2 separate regions of the Anser cygnoides genome follow, and region 2 is linked to region 1. A link is a contact called in public Hi-C data. All regions are on one chromosome and are shown on one strand. Each heading gives the region's core, a stretch centred on a gene start, on an enhancer-like site or on the middle of the called end of the contact. The rest is flanking DNA. Distances are from core to core; before and after follow the strand shown. Region 1 overlaps LOC136789781 (a long non-coding RNA gene). Region 2 holds the start of TP53INP1 (tumor protein p53 inducible nuclear protein 1).

What was found. A called contact is a pair of places that touch in the nucleus more often than the background predicts.
Region 2: a contact with region 1 is called in a Hi-C map of liver, with 2.9 times the contacts expected there. The contact joins the promoter of TP53INP1 here to the enhancer-like site in region 1. A contact is called at or near these places in 2 of 7 Hi-C or Micro-C datasets (both in liver).

Annotation. Positions count from the first base shown.
Region 1 is chr2:139,098,363-139,104,121 of Taihu_goose_T2T_genome, forward strand. It overlaps LOC136789781 (a long non-coding RNA gene), which reads left to right. Exons shown (of 3, transcript XR_010828720.1): 3 at 1-2,045. Among named protein-coding and RNA genes, the nearest start is that of DPY19L4, 41 kb to the right of the region's middle. Within about 2 kb of position 4,034, at least 3 of the 3 cell types and tissues checked have open chromatin away from gene starts, as enhancers often do. A contact at or near this core is called in liver, where this site is marked.
Region 2 is chr2:139,280,567-139,286,206 of Taihu_goose_T2T_genome, forward strand. It overlaps TP53INP1 (tumor protein p53 inducible nuclear protein 1), which reads right to left and starts at 3,862. Exons shown (of 4, transcript XM_066990605.1): 1 at 3,732-3,862; 2 at 2,135-2,416; 3 at 1,324-1,672. The coding sequence starts at 2,246.

The DNA.
Region 1 (5,759 bases), core at 2,784-5,283:
TAAACAGTCCCTACTTTAGTTTTGTGTTTCTTACTGAATGTCGAGATTCCAGAGGAAAACTCTCCACCACGTCTCCCAAAATTCATTGTTGTTACAGCCTTGGTGGGTTTTATTGCTTTCCTTTAGCATTCAGTTGACTAAGGTAGTTAGCTGGGCAAACCGGTGATAAAACCAGAAGTTGCAACAAGGTTTGTGAAGAGGCAAACTTATAAATGAGCAACAAAGCTAGGAACGAGGGCAGCGAGGCATAATCCACTTACACGCTCGAAACTAGTTGGTTGGACTTGATGCTCTTATCCAAAGAGGTCTTTTCCAACCTAAGTGATTCTATGAAACTACCTTCCTTTTACCTCAAAATCGTGCCTGACCTGAAACATACCCACACAGCAGAACAAAGATAATTTTAAAATATCAAAAGGAAAAACTCCCATGGCAGTTCCAGCTTTTGATGACTATTTTTTCATCACAGCTATCCTACTCCTCATACTTACGCATATTCCTGTTTACATTGGGCATTGCATAGCCCGGTACAGCAAATTGTGGTGCATCGGAGCAGGGATTGCACTGCAGAAAATAAAATGTTAATGATGATGATTGAGGTTTTCCTGGGATTCCCATATGAGCTCTTATTATCACTGCTGCCATCCTTCAGCTGCTGAACTTTCCTTGCTGTGCTCATTGATGCCTCTGCAACTGAAGTGGGTAGAATATTAAACTGAAGACGGCTTTTCTGGAAGCGAATGTGAATCTAAATTGCTCTTTCTTCACAAAATCACTCTGGTATGAAAGAACTGTGCAGTCCCAAAATCCCCAAAGAAAAGCTCTTCTAAGATAAGAAAAGAGGAAGAAAGGCCGCGTTGCTCAATGAGAAACCCTTCGACAACGACAAGCCCCGCTGAGTGACCACAGGGGTGTTTCCCTCCGTGAGGTACCCCAGCTTTCGCGGTGTTGCAAGGTGGCTTGTGCAATTTGTGAGCAGCCTGGCCAGCACCGCGTTGTAGAGGCACCTCTGGGTGATGGCCCAGCTCCTCTGAAACCCCACATCGCAGATTTGGTTTTCTTCACAGAAAATATTCTGCTGGGGGAATGAGTTAAACCAGAGCTATCGCAGCAGAGCCTTGTTATAGCTAATTGGTGCTTGTGTACGACACCATGGCTGTACATCTTTCGGTCTTGTGGCATGGACAGGTGCTGTGGAGAGAGCCCCAAGGGCATTGAGGCCTAGAGCTGGCACAGGTCTTCCCAGCACGGAGCCGTGCAGCTCTGTTCAGTATCAGCTCCCATCACAGCCTTTCAAAATCCTATGCTTCAGTCATGAATTAGGAATAAACAGAAATCCAATTTCTTCCGTGCTGACAATGAACATTGGTATAGTTATGCCAGGAAAAAAAAGAAGTCCTTGAGAGGACTTATAAGTAGACTTGGGCCAAAGTGCCTGCAGGTGTGGTCTCCACAGCAATCTCAGTGTTCCTCAGGGAGTTTGGGTGCAGACAAGCCTCCAAAAGCAATGCAAGTGATGCAACCACACGACCTGCAGAACTGGTGTCTGAGGCAAGGGCCAGCCACCACAACCAGCTGAGGCTGGTGTAAGGGAAGAGCAAGGTTTTGGGACCTCTCCTGCAGAGGAAACTTCATCAGACATTTCATTTATAAAGCAGTTTCTGTTTGCAGAATGTGGCAAAGTTCAAACTAATTATTCGCTATTTTGAGTGAACTCTTTCTCCCATCCTTAGAGGTTTTGAGTCGCACAGCTCACAATGAATGCCTTCTGTTACTACAGCTGAGATAAAATGTGTAATGTCTTTTGGCAGATCCCCTACCACCCCTCCCAATTTCTAAAAGAGACTAATGCTGCTGGTAAAAAAATATATATATATATATATATATATAAAGAATAACTCCGTGCACATAGTTTCTCATTCTGGTGATAAAGCACACGCGAGTATGATGGAAAGCATTTTCTCTCTGAACTGATTTGTTGTATATATATTGCTGTTTGGAGCAACAAAGAAGCCATTGTAATGTAAAAACGTCAGTCCTCAAGTAAAATTTGTAGTCGCAGTTATCTGATACATAAAAGGAGATGCTGAAGAACTGTAAAACTCCCAAATATTTATTCAGCAAAATGGTTGAACCCCATGCACGCTTCCCAAGTCGTGCACATGTGCATGCTTCTTGTGTGTCACTTAATGTGTGCTGCACTTTATGGCACAGTTTGTGTAATTTGTCACTTTGATTTACTGTATGATTTCCTGAGTATAAAACAATCCAGAAATAAGTGTCATTCTGTGGGCAGCAAAGTATTTGAGTGCAGCTCACCACCTCCAACGCGTCAGTGAGATCTATTGCGCCAGTATTAATGGCGTGTTCAGAAGAACTTTTCCTCTCCTATTGAAATTCTTCTAGCGCTGTATTTAGCTTTGGCAAATGCTGCCCACGTGTCTTTGAGTGGCAGTCCATCTTCGGATGTTTATGTTTGCCATCTGGAGACGTCAGCTTTGCTCTGCAGAAGAGCTATGAAATGGTGAAAGTAAATTTCAAGGAGTTGAAAAGAACATTTTTAAAAGGTTTGCACACAAACGTACCCATAAATAGCATAGGAAAAAATGAAAGTTTTATTCCTGTGTAATGGTATGAACATGTATTTTTGGTAAGTCATTCTACTGTCTGAATTTTTTATTTCATCCTACTGCTACACATAACCCCAAAAGAACTGTAATTAAAGTGTATCACAGGAAGAATAAATACTCTAGTTTTTGGCTTGTTCTTTTTATGCATGTGATTGTATGTTCAGTGTGATCAGGCTCACAATTCTTCTGGTGCTCCTTATACTGAGGCAGATTTCATGGTTTGCATGGATTTTCCACCCAACAACTTTCATGGAAAATACTTGAACTAAGGAAATCTACCAGTAAAATATATATATGTGTGTGTATAAAATAATAATAAGCCTGGATTCCTTGTAGAGGAAGATGTGATGATTATGCTTTATTTTTATTGCTGTTACTTTTCATAGCTGCAGAGTCGAATGCAGAATCAGTATTTCCTTGTACTCGGCAACAATTCAAGATAAGCATCAAAGTGATTAAAAGTAGCCATGTAAAGGATGTAACCTCCTGTTACGCTGCTGTAGGTTTATTCTGCCACCAGCTACTGCAGTATAACTGCTAGCATGAAGTCCAGATCTTGGCAGGTAAAACATTTCCAGTCAAACATCATCATTTCCATAACATGGAGTATTTGGAGCTATTGCCACGGTAAGTAGGATGAGGTGCAACTGGTGGTTGTAAGCCACAGAACAATTAAAGCTCAATCCCTAGAAATGTATTAATGCTCTTTCCAGTTATTTAAGCTGTTGAGATAGGCTGGGACATCTACAGTACCCAGAAACGATATGCATTCATCTCTGTTTATACCACTGGGAAAGGCACTGCCATCTGCCTTTCTCCATCTACTCTTTGCTCTTTGTAAGATGAGCCCAGCTCCAGTGTCATATGAAGATTTATTGCTAGCGATCTGCTTCAAGTTGTTTTCTGGTCACCAACAGCTTGTTTGGAATCCCTTTTCTCCTCGCTGTTGGCTGGTGCCACCGTGGGACTTTGGCTTGTCAGAGTTATTTTATACATCATTAGCTCAGCAGTGCAGGGGACGACTCCTTTCCCATAGAAGAGTAATTCTTTCTCAGAAGACACATGTAAATCTTGGCTGTTGAGACAGTGGTTTTTTGCAGATTTCCTTGAAAACTGAATAGTCGGGATTTTATTCCTCACCGCCTCACGTCTTGTGCTATCATTTATAGCCCTGCCAAAAGCGTGCAGAAAACCACAGGGCTGGGGCGCGCTAACCTCTGAGGCTGCTTGCGTTGCCACCCCGGCTCCCTCGTACACTGGTCTCCCTTACTTCTTCTAATGGGATTTCAGCTTCATTTCCTTTAATGATCAAAAGTGGGCGGCACGGTTTAGCCCTGAAAAGGAGCGATCCCACAGCCCCGGCTGCAGCAGGGAGAGGAACTAGGGCAGAGGCCAGCTGGGCTGCGGCCAGGGCTGGCTGCTGCCTTCCCCGGCTGGAGCGCTCCAAGGTGAAATATAACCGGGCACACTAGAAAACTAGAGGCTGTAAATAGAACAAAACAAATAAACGTGTTTAAAAAATAAAAAAAAAAAGGACTGCAAGAGCTGGTCGCTTTTCAAACACTCTTCCTATTTTTTGGAAAAGTCATCACTTCATTTTTTTAGCAATGCGCAGTCCGGTTCTCAGCACTGCCTTTTCCTCAAGGTGAAACAGGGCGGGATCTGCATGGATCCAACACAGATCCCAGTCCAACGTGGGTCAGATTTTCTTTCTTATTCCTCCTCGGGATACAGAGACTCGAGTGTGGTCCTGGTGGAGCCCATGAGTTTATCCAGGTGGGATCAGGACACAGAAATTCTCACTGTGGGTGCCTCGGTGGCTAGCTGCTGGCGTTGGGATGCCTGGGGTCTAATTTTCAGAGGGCAAGAGCTGATCTGCCCTTGGGACCCATGAGATCTCAGTACCTTCAGCACTGCCTTTATGATTCTCCTGCGTTAGGGTTAGATGTTTAGAATAATTTCTCCAAAATCTGGTTTGGTTTCTGGTTTGCAGGCGGTCTGGTAACACAGCAGAGCACACGTAGCAGGGAAACTGGGCCTACAGGGAGCCAGCTCTGCTCTAACAGCAGCAAAGTTGTGAGCCTTCCCTCCACACCCCGATTGCTTCAAAGGCGAGGTGGGCCCAAGTGCATGCCAATATTCATTAGCCCAGAGCTCTATCAAGCAAGCTGTCAGCCTGACTCGAAGCATTTTCCATTCAATTTTTGTCTTCACATCCCCCTACTTGTCTCCCTTTCATTTTTTCCCCACGAGCTCTGCCCATCGTTATCAAGAACAACGCTTTCTGGAGTAGCCTAGAAGAACGTCAGCAATTCCTTTCTCTTCCATTATTTCCATTTCTTTTTAATTAAAACACGATTTATTTCAATCTCCCTGCACTGTAGCAATATCAATGAAACAATGCATGTCCCACCCAGATAATGGAGAATGGTTCCCCCTGTTATTAATCCATGCTATTTGTTAAATTCCAATACTGTTTCCTTTATTTAATGGCTGCACAAATTACCTCCTGGGGGATGCTGCAGCGTTATTAAAGCTTATCTCTCTTGGGCCTAATTCTCTCTTGGTTTCTTGTTAGCCATTTATACTCATGCAAAGTGTACATCAAACATTAGGAGGAGTGTATATTCGTGATTTGGTAGTGTTTCACCTGCCTCCAAAAAAGCCTACTGAAGGTGATGCTGGCAATAGCATACTTCTGGCCCAAGATCTCTTTTGCTGCATTCGCACTTGCAGGGCCATGGGGATAAAGGACAGGCTGCAGAAGCGCACTGGTGACCCTTCCACCAGCCAGCAGTGCCTTGGCAAGTCACAGCGGAGACTCAAAATCTTTGTCACAGGATCATAAACTCATCCAGGTTGGGAAAGACCTTCAAGATCACCAGTCCAACCATCACCCCGACGCACCAAGTCCCATCACCGAACTCTGTCCCTCAGTGCCACGTCCACACATCTCTTAAATACCTCCAGGGATGGGGACTGCACCACTTCCCTGGGCAGCCCATTCCAGTGCTTGACCATCCTTTCTGTGAAGAAATGATTCCTGTTATCCAGTCTACACCTCCCCTGGCACAACTTGAGACCATTTCCTCGTGTTGACGGAGACCAAGTTGGTAAGACCTAGAAGGA
Region 2 (5,640 bases), core at 2,612-5,111, 180 kb after region 1:
GCTTAACATAATACAGGATGCCAGTATAAATTCTTCGGGAGAAGCACCTCTCATTCACAAGTCACCAGAGAAGTCAGTATCCGACTTCAGGTGTTCCTGTCCCCTGGCGATTAGCAGTTTAGATAAACTGGCCTGCTGCCTTTCACCAGGCCATGCCTAACACCCTGTGGTTACCTCAGATTCCCTCAGATCTTTGTTTTTAAAGGTGCTGCATGCACATAGCCTCCTACCAAGTTAAGCTCAACCCTTGATGCTTAACATCACAAACTGCCCTGCCTAAATAGCTACAGCAATCCCCTGTTCTCTAAGATTACTGGTGTCAGCGCTGTGCTTCATCACACAGCCACATGCATTATCTCAAAGTCACCCAGTTCTTCAAACTAAGAGCTTCAAGTGTGGCAAGGAGCTGATCAGAAAAGTCAGCGGGCACCTACCTAAAGCAGCTTGATCACTGCACTCACTGTTTTCCTATTCAAAGCTTACTATACTACAATTTCTTTTAATTATAGTTTCTAGGGGTGTCAGGAAAAGTCAGTCTTTATTAACCAGAATCCACAAAACATCCCATTATTTCTAATTAAGGGAACACAGGCAAATGTGGAGCCATGATGGCAAAGACATTTTATTTGTACACATGCTGTATTACATAGATGTCTATATTATATAGATGTCTATACACTGGCCATTTAACACCAAAGAAGCAGTGCACCAAGCCCTGCTACTGCATGGCCAGATCTTTAGGACCCAAAGCTAAAACAGCACAGCTTCTTACCCTGCTAGAAGTTTACAGTGCAAATTTTTACCTTATGGGGGAGTAAGTCTATGAGCATCAGTTTAATTTTGTACCACAAGCTGTGTGTGGAAGATTTAATCTCTTGTCCTAATCTATCACTGGGTTAGAGTAACAAAACAACTTTCCTGACAGGACTGTTGAAGAAATTTTTCACCTCAAGGTGACTGAAAAGGTACTGACTAATGCTTATGAAAAATACCCATAGCTATGGAGGGGGCAAAGTGCTTTCAAGTCCACATTACCAGCCACACAGTTAACTACCAGACCCGGAGTGTGTTCTGAGGGAACAACTGGGCTCCATAAATATGCACCGCAGAGCCAAAACAGCATCGCCAACTGCCTCATGGCCCAGTCATCCCCTAAGATTTCCCTAGGCAGGCAGGCAGCTCTGACCACCCTGCTCCACTTGTGCAGGATTCATGCTTTATTCACTCGCCCCGGAATAAGCTGGAAAATTCAGTATTAAGTGTCTACGCTGATTAAGTAGAAACCAGATATTTTCACGACGAGGCGAGAGAAGCGAGACGTACCTGGGACTACCCGGGCTGGGGAACTCCTCATCCCCGCAGCCAGGCTCGCTGAGGCTGTGGCAGGCGTTGTGGACAGCGTACACAGACATGCTGGGGTGCTCGATGAGTAGGTTCTCCATAGGACTGGTCTCCACCTTGATGGCGGTGAGCCCACCGGCGGTGAAGCACGGCGGAGGGGTGATGAACCAGCTCTCCTCCATGGGGCACGACTCGAACTGGATGAAGCAGGACTCGCCGGCCTCCGGCAAGTGCTCCAAGGGGGACGGTAAGCAAGAGAAGACGGGCGAGGTGTCGGCGGCCGGCGCTTCGGCGAGGTCCACTTCCTCCGCGGAGCAGTTGGTGCAAGTGTCTGCTGCAGGTGAGGAAGCCACGGACATTGGCGAGGGCAGAAGGACGCAGACAGCAAGGTCAAAAAGAGCCAGACACAGGATATAAAAACAAAGAAACAGAAATACACCCCTATCAGCATGTACACAAAATTTGTTTTACGAGCAAGGGGAGGGGAAAAGGGAGTTCCCTCGCGATCCATGCTAGACACGTAAAATGACTTATCAGCAGAGCAATACAATTGTGTAATAAGTCAAATAGGGTTTATCTGCACAAGAGGTTCTGCTGAAGCCTGTGTCAGGTCTACAGGCCTGACATCATTCTTCTCATCACTTTACATAACCCATTTTGGTACATTTGCTCAGAAGACACCCATTTGCGCTGGAGACCTACATTTCTACCTACATTCCTTTTTCTTAGGCTAAAATCCCGTCAAGTGACTGGTTTCTTCGCATGGAAAGGTGACAAGTACAAGCCATCTTACCTATGAAGTCAACCAGAATCCACTCGTCATCTTCCTTCTCACTGAACTCTGGCTCTTGGCTGGACAGGCTGTCGATGTCTCCCATGAACATGTTATTTAACCTCTGGAACATTACTAAGGCAGGAACAAGACTTTGGCTGATAGATCTTTATGTCCAAGGAGCAAGGCACAGCTCACACTGTACTAGCAGAGTGGCATCAACTTGAGATTAAAGTGCATAGATGCTTTATCAGCTTAAGCGTGGGACATTCAGAGTCATGGCTGGTAAACACTTTGTGAAGCCTGCAAGAAAACAAACAAAAACAGGGTGTTAATGACAAAGCAGCAACAATATCCTGAGGGAAACACATGGAAACCCTCTCCTTAGTGCAGTCTGAGGTATCAGCGGAGGTTTTTTCTCACAGGCAGAGTCTCTCCTCCCAGCGAGAGGCACAGAAGTAGCCTGGGTCTCTCCTGGGAGAGGACAGCCTTCCTCCCAGGTCCTCCTCCCCACGCAGAGCTCTGCCCAGCCTCCAACCCCACCTCCTCCTGGGTGAGGAGGGAGCTTTTGTGCTCCACCGAGCCCTTCCCCAGCATCCTGCCAGCTCCCTCATGGTCAGGGAGAGGGATGCAAGGGGGGTTTCCCACCTCAGCCCACACACCCCTCAGCCCGCAGACTCCCCTGGTGCCTCCAGCAGCACCCAAGGGTGCCCAGGGGGCTGCTTCTCCCCCCGCCCACCTACAAGGGGGGAGGCAGGGGTTCACAGCACGCTCACTGCCTGTTACCAGCAGGATCTCCGCACAGCCCGTGACATGCTAAGCAACTCCAAGGAGCGAGGAGAGGCAACTCCCGTCCCTAATTACAGCAGGGCTCGCTTCTCACCACTAGATCTACGCACAGCCAGCGAGCCTGGAGAAGCACAAACATCCCGTCAGTACTGAGAAGCTCAAAGCTCACCCACCTCACGGCAGCCTGCCTACAGCCCGTGAATCTCCCTGTATTAACCAACAAACCGAGGCCATAAACCAGCTGAACATCGCTCCCGTGCAGCCTTCACTTATTCCTTATTTATTTTGTGACTTAACTACGCAGTTACTATGCACCTTACATTAAAACAGTTTCATATCTGAGCTCCCGCAGCTCATGAGGACTCTCACAGTTAAACACCGCTCCAATAGCGCACTGAAGTAATAATTAACTAAGCTAAATTAATTAACCCCCCCCCCGCCAGAGGGCTACGGGACCGCTCCGTCCAGGCCCAGAAGGCAGCGGGAGGGACACGGGGGGGGGACCCCAACCCCTTCCCCAAACAACAACCCCGCAAACGAGCGGGGAGCACCGGCTCTGGAAGGTGCAGGGAAACGAAAATAAGGCAGAAAAAGAAAAATATATATATATAAATAAATAACAACAATAAAGCAGGAGGCAGAGCGAGGAGCCCCGCCGCCGCCAGGCGGCTCCCACCAGCCCCACACGCCCCGGCAGCCCCGCTCCGCGCCGGCAGGGAGGCACCGGGCCGGGGGGGGGGACACGAGGACACGGACCCCAAACCCGGGGCCCCGATCCCAAACCCAGGCCGCCCCCCCCCCCGGGTGCCGGTCCCCGCCCGGCGCCCACCTGCGCGCGGCCGCTCCCGCCGCTGCCGCTCCCGGCGCCGGGCGCGCGCCGTGCCCGCGCCGCCCTTTGTTGTGGGGGGGGTGCGCGGCCCCGCCCCCTGCCGCCCCGCCCCTCCGCCAATGGGAGGCGCCGCCGCCGCCTGTCGCTAACGCACGTGACGGCGGGGGGGGGGGGGGGAAGGGGGCGGGGCTGCGCTGTGAGGGGAGGCTCCGCCCCTCCCGCGCCCCGGGCGGTGCCTGCCCGGGGAGGGAGCCCGCTGAGGGGCTGAGGGGGTCCGCTGGGTTCCCTCAGGGTGAAGGGGGAGGTCACAGCGGCTCCGAGTTAAGCGCGAGGCTGAAAATTAAAAAAATAAACGCCCCCAGAGGGTTGATCGTCTACCCCAGGGTTGCGTTGTGTCACGACACGTCAAATAAAGCTGCACAAAGCACACGGCGCTGACGGGAGCCGTCATGTCTAGCCGCTGGGTCAGTGACAACAGAAGCATTAAAGGCAGGAGCCGTTGTTTATTATTGACGGCTATATTTCAGAATTGGGCGTTAATCAATTAGCATGATGTGTTTTGCCAGCGTAGGCGAGCCCCGGGGTTGTACACAAGAGACAAGCCCCCGGTGAAGTTCAAAGGCCAGTGTTTATATTTTAACATCCCCTGAGAGGTAATTAAAGGGATGGAGCTCTCCTCAGCTTCTCTCATTCCACCTTTAATTGCCCGTCATCACAAAATGGTGGGAGCAACGGCCCTTGCTGTGCCTTCCCCCAAATCCCCTCGGCGGGATGGGGGCAGATCCGAGAGCTGCCCTCTGCTCTTTTGCTCCAGACCTTAGGCCCGTGAGCGGTTATAGACCAAATAAATTACACGTGTGGACTTCAATCCCTGCTGGCCAAGAGCCTGGGGGTTTCATCCCGCCCTGGCTGAGGTCAACGACAAATTTAATGGTGATTGCGACGGAGCGGGTTGTGGCCTCAGGCGCTTTATCCCGGGTTGCTCACATCAATTAGTCTTCCTATTGAGTCTAATGGTTGGTAGTTCAGGCCGGCCGACAGCAGAAGAAATACGGTCACTGCGGTGTGGGGTTTGCTGGACACAAAAGCTGACAAGCTTTCCATAAGGAATCTGATGTTTGTATTTGCATTACGGAAAAAAAAAATAAATTATGAAGCGATCTTCAGAGCCGGCGAACTGCTTCCAGCAATGCAGGCAGCTGCCCGGTGCAGACTTTTGGTACAAGTCAGCAGAGAGCCCGTTGTGCTTTCTGTGTGCTCAGTGACACAGCCATTGCTGTGGCTGCAAAAATTGCCGTGTACTTCCCTAGCACTCTGCATGTCATAAGAGCAGTAAGTGGCTGGGCAATATTCCCCCGTGATTTTAAACTACATCGATTTTTCTAGATCCTACACATTAATGCGAAGCATGATCTGCTGCCTGGGTCCCCGCTACAGCAGTGTTTAGCAGGCACAATGTATGTCTGGCCGTGGCGTACAGGGATATTGACCTTCCTAGTGCAGGATCTGCAAGGTACAATGAGCGCATTGAGCTCCTAACAAAGCCCTGCCATGTGTCGTGCCTCTCGGAGAGGCCCGACTGCTCGGTCATGCCTGTTTAAGGGGTAGGTGAGAATGCAGATCGATCCCCATGTTAGGAACGCTGGGTGGCAGGAGGGAGAGCGATGCGAAATAGCACTTGCACGAACTAAAAAAAAATAAACTTTGGGGAAGACATATCCTCCAGACAAAGATATATGAAAAATCTATGCAAGCTGTATGTAACAAGCCTCTTTATATCACTCTGAGTGATTTCTATGAACAAATCAATCATTTGTACGCAGCACGAGCCCAGCATAACTGTACAGGAACCTCCAAAGCATTCATCTTTTCTGATAAATGTCTCACTGGTTTAAGGTCAGTGCAGTGC